Regions from separate parts of the Danio rerio genome. Here all the other regions are linked to region 2. A link is a contact called in public Hi-C and HiChIP or PLAC-seq data. All regions are on one chromosome and are shown on one strand. Each heading gives the region's core, a stretch centred on a gene start, on an enhancer-like site or on the middle of the called end of the contact. The rest is flanking DNA. Distances are from core to core; before and after follow the strand shown.

The links. A called contact is a pair of places that touch in the nucleus more often than the background predicts. HiChIP or PLAC-seq counts read pairs in DNA pulled down with a chosen protein or histone mark.
Region 1: a contact with region 2 is called in a Hi-C map of an unstated tissue, with 3 times the contacts expected there. The contact joins the enhancer-like site here to the promoter of efnb3a in region 2. A contact is called at or near these places in 1 of 18 Hi-C or Micro-C datasets (an unstated tissue) and 2 of 4 datasets of contacts at active chromatin or transcription factors (gastrula embryo and pancreas).
Region 3: a contact with region 2 is called in an H3K4me3 HiChIP or PLAC-seq map of embryo, with 4 times the contacts expected there. The contact joins the promoter of kdm6bb here to the promoter of efnb3a in region 2. A contact is called at or near these places in 2 of 4 datasets of contacts at active chromatin or transcription factors (caudal fin and embryo).

Annotation. Positions count from the first base shown.
Region 1 is chr10:27,564,511-27,569,006 of GRCz12tu, reverse strand. It overlaps a transcript of kdm6bb not described here. Among named protein-coding and RNA genes, the nearest start is that of kdm6bb, 54 kb to the left of the region's middle. Within about 2 kb of position 2,531, at least 7 of the 62 cell types and tissues checked have an H3K27ac peak or open chromatin away from gene starts, as enhancers often do.
Region 2 is chr10:27,430,426-27,435,138 of GRCz12tu, reverse strand. It overlaps efnb3a (ephrin-B3a), which reads right to left and starts at 2,804. Exons shown (of 5, transcript XM_687578.8): 1 at 1,790-2,804. The coding sequence starts at 1,938.
Region 3 is chr10:27,618,754-27,623,374 of GRCz12tu, reverse strand. It overlaps kdm6bb (lysine (K)-specific demethylase 6B, b), which reads right to left and starts at 2,326. Exons shown (of 21, transcript NM_001030178.2): 1 at 2,142-2,326.

The sequences.
Region 1 (4,496 bases), core at 1,282-3,781, 130 kb before region 2:
CTCATCCTTTTTTAAACCTGTGATTCATTCAGGAGTTTATTTGCAGTTGAGTCACTGAGTCATTCACTCAGTCATCAACAACTAATTTGTTTAAAAAAAACCCCACACATTCAGAATTTAAACACCTGGTGTGGCATTTGTTTGGAAGCAAGCATTTGCATAAACAGACGTCACAAAAGCAAAAGTAGCTAATCAATGATTGTACGTCGCTTATTCAAATGATCAGAAATGCAACCAATAAACACCAAAAAACAACAACAAACACTGATCCGTTCAGCAACAAGAGAATACACCTATAAATGAGTCATTGCACTGGTTTATAAAAAAATTTAATAAAATAAAACAACATTTTCAGTGTGAAACAACTAGGGTTTTGAAACTTGTAGTGATGACAGACCTTTACATCTTTATTCTATTATAAAAAATACTCTTTATTCTAATATCTCAATATTCAAAGCTTTGAATGTATATACAATACAAGCTTTTATAGAAAAATAGTCAGAATGACCGCTATGCCCATTCTAGTAGTTATATAGTTCTAGTAGATCCAGTGTTAAAAACCATTGCATTAAATGACCACTTGTTGAAAAATAAATAAAAAAACATTAATTAATTTAGGATTGCAGTCAAGTAGGACTTGGTGTTTAATCGAAATGAAATCATAAACATGATTAAACAAAGCTGTGACTGCATTGCACATCTTGTCAGGGAAAAAGGTTGTGTGTTCAAAAGTAAATCTCATTCAAAAGCCAGTGGATGCTTTTAATGCAAAAACAGCAAACACCCACAAAGAAGAAGCTTATTACAGCCAGCAGAGAAAGTCATCATAGTTGGGTAAACTTAGAGAGTAAATGAGAAAGTAGCTCAATTTATTTATTTATTTTTTTGCATTCCTATTTGCTTAAACAATAAAAGAATAACTCCATGATAATGTTTATACAACTTTAAATAAGGGAAGAAAATTGAGTGAGACGAAGAAAGAATAAAGTCAAATTGACTGTCCCACCAATAGACGCTGAATTACAAACACCTTGCATAAGTGAGCATTATTTTTTGATTTGTTTTTTACAATTTGATGCAAAGATGATTTAATAATGAAAAAGTAAAGCTTTAAAAATGACAAACAATACAATATTAAAAACTTGCTGCTGAGTATTTAAAGTGAGTTTGGCATAAAAAATTAACTTAATTTTCATGTAGCATTTTTATATTATTATTGGGTATAAAAAAACTGTGTAGGTACAATCAAGTGCTGATTGTCAATTTGACAAGGCTTATACTTTTGTTCTTGCAGTCAGTTGTGGAAGAAATGATTAATAAAGGGTTTCTGATAAACCACTGTGACAGCTGCAGACACTGTGTGACGTGCGTGCACGCAAGGGGTAGTCAGGTTTGTCCGGGGAGTCAGATTTAGATACAACTCGGAGGAACATGCAGTGCCGGTGTTCTAACATAGCGTGTAGTGATGGGTCGTTCTGGAAACAGTTCGTTCATTTTGAACAAATCTTTTTGACTCATTTGCGCATACGCACGTTTGTGCAAGCTGAGCTTGCGTGCTATCTTGGAGTAGTCCGTTTTGCACAGAATCCGCACGCATGGCCTCAAACCATTTCGATATGAATGATATTGGATAATACCGCATCGCGTTGGGGAATGATATCGATATATCCCCAGAACTCGATATACCGCCCAGCTCTAAAAAGTCAACACAAACAGCTACAAAGTCAAAACAGCTCAAATTTCCAATATACACGAAGCTATAAAAAATAATCTGAAGGGTGTTTTGAGCTAAAACTTTAGGCACATTCTAGAGACAAAAGACGAATCTTAAATTTTGAAAAAGGGGTAAAATAGGTGCCCTTTAAGGCATACGTATACAGCTTACACAAATAAAGATCTGAAAATTCTGTATGACATTATACAACAACTAGTTTCCTCACCCAAATCAGATGTGAAAACTGTTATCATGGTAATACATGCACACAGAAAACCCCAATTAGCTTATATCGCGCATCCTGTATTTCTTTTAAAACAGATGTGAACATATGTGCTTGTCTGCTAGTAATCTGTTCTCTAAATGACTCCTGGCACGAACTAGCATGGAAATAAAAAAAAAAAAAAAGAGAGTGTTCCGGGTATCATCATCACAGATGAGAGACTTCAATCATCATGCAAATGAATTTACCCACAACTGCAGGATAAACCTCAGCCAGTCAAAGGAGACGCAATGCTCAAACACACCGTGACGTGTTTACATATTGCCAATTAATAATCCAAGAAAAGACCGCAGACACGTGTTTGCAGATTCCTCACTGTTTGCTTTAGAGATACAAAAGATTAATAATGATGAAGCTGGGTGTCAAGAGACGACGACGGCTGACAGATGAACGTGTCTACACTTGAGGAGTGAGGAAGAGAGAGAGGGAGGAAATGAAAAAGCAGATATCAGGCGCACAACGGCTGATCAGGAGCGAAGACAGAAGTGGCTTCAGTATCGCTGCCAAGAACAGCAGCAGATGCTTGTGAAAAGCAGATCGCTCTGGATGCTTGAACTCCAACTGACCTTCAACACACACCCCAGTCTCTGGACGGACACATAAAGACGGGCTTTAAAAGCGCTCCGGTTGACCACAAATCAGCCCTGGGTGGAGGAAGGTCACAGTCATGTGGTGAAAACTGTCAGTGAGTGCTGAGTCCCTGCTTGACTTTATGACCTTCGCTTTTCATGAAGTCACAAGCACCTCGGTGCAGTAACTGTACGGCCGCTTCAGGAAGACGAAAATAACCAGGGGGCCAATGCACGGTCACTCTCCAAAATAATCAAAATGCTCATATGAGAGCTCTCAAAGAGGAAGTAATTCAAGCAAAACAATAAAGCGCCACACTGGTTGGCAGATATGAGAGCAGCTTGTTTGTCTATGAGCGTTTTGAAGTGTATTTCAATATCAACACTGCCTGAGGACACATGCCAAGTTTTAGTTGGCCAAATTGATTTTTTTTGTCTCAGTGAAGAACTGGATTTGATTTTGGACCAACATTACAAGAAATAATCAATGCATTTTGTTTTCTAAATAGTTAATTATAGTTAAAAGAAAGAAAATGCTTTGCACTTTGTGGTGATTTTTCCCTTAAATTGCCACTATTTCTGAAGATAGAAAAAAATCAAGAATTTACTCAAGCTACTGGTTAAAATTTATATAAAATGAGTAGATAAAAGCATATAATATGTAAAGTTTATATTTTTCTTAATTTTTACACATTCAACATTTATATTAAAACATATTTATATATACAGAATATGTAAGATGTACATAGGATTTACAGATTATATTAAATACAAATTAAAATGTGCATATATTTAGTTGAAGTCAGAATTATTAAACCCCCTGAATTATTGACTATTATTGAATACTGAGCCTAAATAAAAGCAACGGCATGCAACGTGCATGGGAGCAACATACAAACGGCGCACATGTGACATATTTTCCAGGGACACCTAGTTGAAAACACCTCAACTTTTCCGAATGCGGCAAGTGCACCACGATTCATGTAAGCAGAACTAACAAATCTGCTTTACTCTTTGTATGAAATAAACACATTTCAAGTATAAAGGTAGACTAATGTCCTCAGACAAATACAGCGCATCCAAACACTGCGGTGCTTTTTACTTTTCTCCATAAACTTGTCATCCTCTGAGAAAACGATTGATGGTCGCTTAGTTATGAGAGGCGCCAGGGTAGTGCGAGCGCCAAGCCCATTGTAATGGTCAAGCAAACCATACTCTTGCCACTTTAGGTCAGAATAACAACACGTGAAAATGAGTGCAGTGGCTAGCAGCAGTGAGGAGATTGTATAAAAAAAATAATAAAAAAAAATGGATGTAAGGATGTCGCCAGAATGGCTTTTTGGTTTCTTTTCTTGTGCATCCCAGCCACTAGCAGCAACCCATCTAAAATATTTTTAGCATAGGGGGTAATATGGTCATTCAACTTTAATTTTTAATGTTCTGCAAACTATGTATGTGAATAATGATGGCTGGTTTATTTATCTGAAAGCTTAGATTTGATTATCATAACTGGTTTTGTTTATAGTTTGAGTTTGAGGTTTACTGTATCATTATTATTGATACCTTATGTTGATCTACCTTAGTTGCACAAACTTTGCAACATTTATTAAGTTTAAGAGTCTTTTTACCCTTTTGTTTTTTATTATCAAGAGATGAAATATTTTGTTTAAATATTTTTGTTTTTGACTATTAAAACTTTTGTCTTAGTAATGTTGGTAAATGAAAATAAAGTGGTTAAATAAAAAAACCCAACATTCCGAAATGCATTTGTAAAAAAAATGATATCATGATGAAACATGATATCATGATATATTTTTTGCAATATCACCCAGCCCTAATTGTTAGTTCCTAAAACAGGCTTAATTTTTGGGGGGCATAAAATACAACCTGATCAATTCTTTCAAATGTTTACAGGATTCATCTATCTACA
Region 2 (4,713 bases), core at 1,555-4,054:
AAATTATTTAAAAGTTATATGTTGGGTGTATAAACCTACCATTTTACATTAGTTTCAGATTTTGGCAATAATATTTAGTAATATTTGAACTTAATATTTTAACTTTGACAGAAAAAAAGGTTGAAAACTAAAAACTAAAACGAAACACCAAGTAGCAAACTCTGATCGATCAGTTTTCTTTTACATTCTTATATATCATAATTAATCAATTCCTGACAGAAATAAAAAATTCTACACAATGTTTTTCCATTATGAAATATTCATATTTCAAAATGAATGTTGCTGTGTGATAGTCAAAGAACAAATCAGATGTTGTGTTACAATGTTCAGTTGAATCTTGCATGTGTCAGTCTGTGTGAGAGGGAGAGAAGAAGAGGAGGAGTGGAAGAAAAGAGTGAGGTGACCTGAGAGAGATGTGGTTGGTGGGGTGTGAGTAAACACGTTGACCTTTTCAGATATCAGAGGAACATTTATTTCATATGGATGAGTGACTTTCTCTATCTCTTCTTATATATGACATTATCTACCCAAACCCTTCAATTTCAAGCAACCATTTTGCTTAACCTCAGTTTAAAATTATTATAATTATTTCTCTTTTAGCCAACCATGTTTATCTTTCTGTCTCAGGTCTATTTGTCATCTCTTATACTTCTCTAACATCTATTAGAATGAAGTTTAATAAATAAATCTCCATATCCTGATACACATTTATTTCAACATAAATGCTTAACTAGAACTTTTTCTTTTACTTAAATTCTCTTTTCCTTCTCAGGGTAAAGGGAACTCCTGAATCTGTGCCTCACTCAAGGTCTACATTCTTCTTAAAGTGGCTTCTCCTTTCCTGCTGTCCAGACAGCATCCTCAGCACAGGCGAAATTCAGAGGACCTTTGTGTGGGTTTGCAGATTGTGTCACTGCGGGTAAAGCATGAATGCCTTATCTAGGGAGGGCATGCACGCGACCCATAATCGGGAGGCAGCCAGCCGGAAAATGCCCCCCTTGCCTCTCTCAGTTGAGAGTGTCTGTCCAAACCGTTAACTAGACTGCAGCCCAGGCCAAAGTCACCCCTGTCCCAACTTGGTTTAAGTTTGCATGTAAGGTTCCCACACTTTTTGACCTATTTTCATGAATTTTTCCTTTATTTTTTTTAAATGATAGATTGTTGATCGAGAAATCTTACACTCCAAAAAGAAACAAAAAAAAAAAAAAAAACCTTAGCTAAAAAAATAATTTCTGGAGCCCTACAAAAAATTCTACTGACCTTAAAAATATCCTTGATGTTTTTGTTAAGTTTATTCTTGTAAAAGGAGTTCATTATGGATGCTCCGAAGAACTTTTTGCATTCATAAAACTTTTTTTTCGTTCCATAAAAGGTTCTTTAGTGTAAAAGGTTTTATATAATTCTAAAATTCACTTCATAAAAAAGAAAAAAGGGGATATTTTAACATCTCTCTATTGAAAAGTTCTCGGTTAGACCCAAAATAGTTCCTATATGGCATAACTGCAAAAAATTTCAGAATCTTCATTTCTAAGTCAAAAAAAAAAGTTACTACTTTTTCTTGGGTATAAAATTCAGTTTGCTCTAGTTTACCACCTGGAAACATAAAATCTGACAAGTTTACCACCTGGAAACATAAGATCTGACATGTAATACATTCTTGTTTTCATATTTAAACAACAAATACAAATAATTAAGTCCTACCCAATTGGTGAAAATTTTATTCTCAATTAGTCTTTATAAGATTTAACTTACTGTAAACTTGCATCTGAGTTCTCAATTGACCACATACCTTCTATTTAAAGTGTTCCAGTAGACTGGCTCCATGTTGGTCGCATCCACTGCTAAACTCTCCATCAGGAAGATTAATAGAAATCCCAAAGCACTGACCCAGTCCGAGAACGCCATGGCCACCCAGGCTCCCCTCGTCTGGATTCCCATGTTCCTCTTATAAGACAAATGAATGGGACCTAATAGAGACAAAAGACTAGTAGAGGGCTGAACTTCACCAGATCCCTCAGCGCTTGAGGAGGTGCTGTGACCGCAACATCCACATCTGAAACACCCGGAGCTCAAATCTCTGAATGTTTGTGGAAGAAATCAGATTCAGAAACATCAACCTCCTTTGTTCCATTCAAAGCAAGCAATGACCTCAAATGAAAGTCGCAAGTATTGTCAGATTTGAGAAGGCACTGCCATATGCTCAATGTATGAATCTGATTCGAGGTGAATTTCAAACAATGTTATGATTGTGGATGTGGTGAAGTTGAAGGTTTTGAAGTGCACGCAGACTGATGCGGGGCGCCAGGTCCACTGCGGGTGATTTTTAGAAATGTTTCTCCATCAACCGCAGCATTAGCATTTCTATCAAGGACCCCAAGTTGTATTTTGACTCCCGATGAGACACTGAACATCCACCCTGAACAAATAACTCAGTCATTCAGCACACAAAAGTGTCGTCCGTCAGCGTTAGTGCAGGAAACGTTTTCTGAGGTCCAAAATCAAACTTTTCGTTCATCCAAAACATTCACGTAACGTTTTATTCATCCAAAACATTCACGTAAATGTGAGGTCCAGTCCTGCAACAACGGTGAGGATGTCCACCAAGACTTACTCAATGAATTAGAGTTCGACTGGAAAAACAAGAAACACAACCGGTTTGGGGCATTAAAAGAAACAATGTGACAATAATCGATAAGAGTCGATTATAATAGACGCCGAAAGGTAGGAAACAAGAAACGAGGTAGTCCTGTGGTCAACAGAAACAACGCGTGCCGTTCGCTCCGTCCGATTCTCTGCTGCTCTGCAAAGTCTCGAGCTTTGACTCGCGCGCCGGCGGCATTGTTGCCAGATCCCCAGAGAAACAAGCAACCAGGTTTGAAAATACAAGCTTAAACGAAATAGTAATTGACGGCAATTGCGTTGATTTTAAAATGTTTGGCGATTATACCATTATCATGTTTAACTGTAAATACAGTAAACAGTTTAATTTAACAGATTAAAACACGTATTTAATAAAGTACATATTTAAAAAGACGCTACAAACACATAACATTACTAATTGTGATATAATAGTAATATTTGTTGTTGTTTTTTTTCATTGAGTGAAATGTGTTGCTTTTTTTAATTGCTTATAATAAGCGGACATGGCAACAACTGCTGGTGGTGACCGCGTTTGATAGACTGCCAGAAAGGAGAGTTTGGATGTTTTGAGAAAAGCTTCTCTCATGAGGATTTTGTTTAGTACTCTCAAATTTAAATGTCACTACAGCTTATCGGGCAACGAATCAAACATATTGGCTGCGGGGTCGGAAGGGTTTGAAGTATTTGAATGAAACAAGGAACCCGCCTCAACTTTAGTCTAGTTGCTCGAGGCGTATCAGGATAGGGTTTGTTTAGTTAAACCTTATGCCTCTAAAAATTGCCTCTAAAGATAGCACAAAAGGGCAAAACTGGTTTGTTAAGGGAATCTACCTGTAAAATCATTGAATACGCCTACAGTTTGATCCTAAAGAACACAAAATTAAAAAGAACACTAGAGTCCATCTTACAATGTTAAATATCAAACATTGAGACCTATAATAATCTAGATTATTGAATCTTTTGCCATGTCACTCAAGCTTCTCTCTTAGGATCTGAAGAAATGTGAACGTACTGCCTCATAGTGGAGAACAGCTGCAAAGCATGTCAAAACTCCCAAATAATGAACAACAGAGGCGGTGATTTGGGGGTCCTAAGCAATTCCAGGTATGGGTCCCAAGCAATGAAACTCGAAAGATTCTCTTTCTCTAGATATTCCTTTCCCTGTAGATTTGTTTTGTAAATAAACTGCGTGTTAAAAATATATCTTAAGAGGAACCCCTGGTTAAAAAACAACAACAATAAAATCTTAATGGTTAATCCTAAAAGAGAAAAAAGCAGCAAAAATATTAAGATGGGTTGAAGATGATATTCAATTTAAGCCAGTAAAACTAGATTTAAGATTTAAACAGTGGAGTTTGCAAGGTACAACATCCTTCTGTCTCATCACTACTGATAATGAATTAGAAAGTTTTCAACAACTTTTGAATACATATAACTTTTCAACTACCTTTAAGTTAGAGACTACTTTAGTAAAAACAGAATAGATTCAGAAAAAAATAAAAAACAACAGTAGTGCAGGTATTTATATACTTACAGAAAGGTTAATAAGAAAGTAGTATCAAGAATTTATTCCTGTCTGACATTAACAAAGAAACACTCAACTATATGTATAAAACAGAAATGGGAAAAGGAAGCCAGTAGTTATAACAAAAGATTAGTGGTTAACTATTTGAGAAGCACAGATGAACACAATTATTCAGATTCATGAAGGCAAATTATTTGGAAATATGCATCAGATTCTTTATCACACCTAAAATAAAATACTTTTAACTAGGGATGAAAAAAAGAGGGAATGCTGGTGAAAATGTGGAAATGTATTGGCTTATCATTTCCACATAATTTGGGATTGTTTATACACACCTATTGGCAAGATTTGGGATTGAATCTGGAATGTAATTTTACAACTATACCCGGGAATTTACGCTTTAGATCTTCTTAATACACTAACAACTAGCAAAAAGGCCATTACAAAGAAATAGCTCAAACAAGATCCTCAATCTGTTGGTGAATGGCATGATATTGTAAAAGAGATATGATATGGAAGTACTGACACTTTCCTTGAGACAACAAGCC
Region 3 (4,621 bases), core at 1,077-3,576, 190 kb before region 2:
TTGATAGACTTGAAATCAAATCAGAAGTTTCAAATCACACTGTTGTGGTTGACAGAAGAAATCTGAAGTGTGAGATCAGACTGATAAGTATATTTAAATAAGAAATTTGACATTTAAATCAGTTTGACTTTTTTTAGTCTGGCCTAATATAAAACATTAAAATGTGTCATCATTTTGTCAGTTTCTGTGGTTTCAGATCAGAAGTTTCAAATCTGACTGTTGCGGCTGAAAGTAGAAAACAGAAGTGTGAGGCCAGACTAATTAGATTATAGTATTAAATCAGACGTTTGACAGATTTGACAGACGTTTTTTAATCAGTCTGCTCGGATATAAAAACTATATCATGTATTCAGGTTCTGAGGTTTCAGATTAGGTTAGAAGAGATCAGAGACTTACAGAGCTGGTTTCAACAGTCTTGTCTAATATAATTACTGATCTCAATAGAAGTGCATAATCAGACTGTCTGAAGAGATCATACATGCACAATAAGGATACAGTAATATATATATCAGGCTGACAAAATTAGAATATTTATATCTGATATCAAGTTGCTGAAATAAAAATATTGCCATCTGAAGTCCGAGATCAGACTGGTTGAAATCAGAATTCTTACATCAGACGAGTTTCAAGTTTTAATTGCTGAGCCCAATTGATGAGACGTTTCTGTGTTCATTGTGCTGAGGCCAGATTGTTGTTGAAAATTCTTGGAAGCTTGACAGTAAATCAGTCATGCCTCAACAAGTACCTCCTTTTTTTTTTTGTCAGTTGTCCATGAGCAGAAATGACACACGGAAGAACTACTGTACACAACCAGCTGAAGATCTCCAAAACGCTGGTGGTCCAGTAATGACAGTTTTCCCCGAGCCGCAGATTCCCATATGAGGTTGAGAAGTGCTTGGATTGGCAAAACTTTAGGATGTTTCCAAAACCAAGCTTCCTTCACTCCCAAACCATAATAACCAACACCACTGCGACACACAGCTGGACCACCGTGGTCCAAACCAGAACCAAGCATAATGTTTCAATTTACTGCAGCGCTGTAAAAGGTGCACAGTACGCTTGAAAAACTGAAAACAGGGTGGTTTCTGTTTATGCTTCTCGAGTGCTGTAATTACATATTTAGGGTGTTTTTGCTTATATTTAGCGTTAGACTATGCACTTCAAGACTTGTTGTAGTAACCAATGCTTCACAAGATCTTAGCAGATGCTTCGTAACCATGTCAGCAAACACAAACCTGCTCAGCACAGACAAACTTGTTCTCCAAAAACACAACCGACAACAGTATCTAAGCTGTCTTCACAAATGATTAAGTTTGCAATTACAGACTTCCTGTTTCTGCATTTCAACTCTGCTCTGGGTTTCAACTCGTGAAGGTTCATTTCAGTCTACAAGGTTACCAGATCTCATTTAACTGACATCACGGTTTCATTCATTGCAGCTCCACCAAATGACTCGGGTTCAGCCTCTATTTTTAGAAGGATATTTTAGCAGCTCACGGTTGTCTGCCTGTGGTAAAGCTCCGGTGAATGTAGGTCAGTATGTGGAGATAACCACGGCACGTGTGCATTAATCCCCCTGCAGGCCTGTGCAAACAATAGCCTTCCAAAGATTTTTTTGCTCCTGAAAACATTTACAGTATACACACCGAATTGTGTTTATGTAAGCTTAGCAATAGTCACAGCCATAATATGTTTATGAGTTGACATTCATGACTGATGATGTCGCTGTTTTTTTTTTTCCTTTTTTTCAAAAGCAGCAATGCTTATGTGACAGTTATCATATAAAATGAAAACTAGTACTCCTAAGGGATTGTAATCTCATGATGGCATTTATTTAATCGCACGGAACCAGAGCCGGTGTAAGTGATACCAGTAACTACAGATGCCGGTGATGATGTGAGGCAATGCATCTGTAATGCTACAACACACACACACACACACACACACACACAGAGAGATAAAGCACACAAACTGCTGTCAGAATAATGAATGTCTGCTTTAGTGTCGATCGATGTGCATGTGATACACATAAGCAGTATGAAAACACATGCACACTTTCATTTGCACACAAAAAACATGCAAATACATCAATAAGTATCATGAGATGTTCAAAATAATGGCCTTTTCTCTTCAAATCTTACCTCCTCTCCTCTACTTTCACCTCTTCTCTTCCCCTCTTGCTCCTATTTTTCCTTCTTTTCCCCTCAAAGCAATTCCTTTCCTCTCCCTCCCGAGTCAATCCTGTCGCCTCTGTTCCCCACTTCTCTCCTCCCTCTTTCTCCTCTCTTTTCCTCTCCTCTCACTGATTCTCATATGTTCACAGCAGACTCAACCACGTGCACAGCCTGTGGGCGGGGCCACCGTTTAATGCTTCTGCACTCTGCTGAGCTGTCAATCACCTCAGCTCGTCCAATCAGCAGAAAGCAGCCCGTGTCAGTCAAAGGATACTAGCGAATATGAGCCCTGGAGGTGGGAATTGTGCAGAGAAAAAAAGTGGGAGTGAGAGAGTGTGTCTGCCGTGTATGTGTGTGTTTTGGAACAAGGCCAACACACTATGTGCTATTTTTAAACCTCACTGTAGGGTGGCAAAAGACTCCATTTTCTGAACGAATCGGGTTCGTTTCAAAGCTTCCAAAATAGCTTTCTGCTCAATTAGATCTGTTTTGATTGAAGAAATATGAAATTGGGGAATCCGTCATGGGATGATTATGGTCTGTGAAAGTATTTTGATGAAAGTATCTCTCCATGAATTGGTGGATGTGGTCGCTACAGTTGCAGATTTATTTTTTTTAATGAACTAAAAGTCTGTTCAACTTTTTAACAATTCAGAGCGTAACTTCATTACACTAACACATAACAATGGCAGGATGTTGTTTCGGTACATAGGATGGTTGCTAGGATGGTTGCTAAGCTCACCACATCGATGATACACAGTTCTGTTTACAATATGGGTTTTCACGATTTCTCTATACCAGGGGTGACCAAACTTTTTTCGTATGAAGGGCCAAAAATCAAATATCATTGATATCCATGGTATGATGATAAATATACCAAACTACATTAAATTAAAGTTGGCAATATAACTATTGCAATAAAAACATAATCACATCTACAACACAGTAGAGTTCAACGCTGAATACACCAGTCAAGCAGAATCTGCCTTTGTCTTGATTTGCTCACCAAATCCTCTATCCATCACTTGACAGTATGCACATTTGAAACAAAATCTGAATAATTTACACCATTTCATAGATATATAAACTAGACATCGCATAGGGACCCTGAGCATGCGTCAATAGCGCCGCCACATTGGTACAGTGCTCCCAGGACAAATGTCATTCAACTGCACTAGTCAAGATAGTGTTATTACGTGAAGACGCTGTCTACAGGTGTAGTAACGAGCAAACATAGAAAACAAACCACAAAGGCAGAACATTTCATAGGTAATATAAATTTTTTTTTCTTCTGTTTTTGTATGTTCTGAATTTTGTGCTAATCAGGTAACGTTATTGATGGTTTAAGTCACTTACTGCATTCACCATACGGCAAAGCAGCTCCAAACACAAAATAAAACACAATTGGGTTCCAGATTATATATATATATATATATATATATATATATATATATATATATATATATATATATATATATATATATGTATGTTTTGTTTGTTTGCCATGCCATATTACATTTCTTCCATAAGCAATGTAAAACAATCAAGATGGGCCCTAGTTTGGGCACCTCTGCTCTATGCTGTGTTTACTTATTTTATATGCCACGACAATTCTTAGAGCAAATAATCAGGAGTAACAAAGTGAACTGTACTGCTGCCAGTGATAAATCAATAATAAGGTATAAAAAGGTGGTTTCCTTCTTCTTACCCTTTTACCACTGAGCATCAAAAGAAAATCAAAAGTTAAAAGTAGCTTATTGAAAATTACTGTAAAAGCAGACCACTAGGGTTGGGCGATGTTGACCACTTTGGCATCGTACAATGTCAAATGTGAAACGTCGCGATGGACGATGGCATCGTCGTCATAGGTGGCGGTAAATTAATTATTTATGAATAATTAATTAATTAATAACCAATTATTTGTAGCCTATTGTTTTATCTACCTGACCCGCATGGTCTTTGTTTTAGCCATTACCAAATCATAAATAAATAAAGATAAGTTACACACAAATTACCATCTGTTAATCACTTTTTCCATGGGACTCTGGCATGAATAGGCAGAGTGATCTGAGTCGTTATAATGGCAACGACAAACTTGGTTGGTAAAAAAGGTGCACAACCAACAGGAGCCAACCAACAGTATCTGAGGTTTTCGCTAAAATTACTAAGTACAAGCGTGAAAGCTAAAGATTGAAGCAGTGTACTGACGCTGTGACGTTACCTGATAGATTCAAAAGACTAAAGAGTGGTTAGATAGAGACACGATTAATTCGATATCATGTTTATCAACTAAAGTGAGACCAGCGGTACATCCTTGATAAACTGTTCGACGTGCACTGCTCTAGTGTGAACCAAGGTGCTGTTCAGAAATGCTAGGTGAAACGCCAGTGTGGACGACTGGACGTGGATTGTTTTCGTTCAAAAATGCCATTTTAAAATGATAGCAT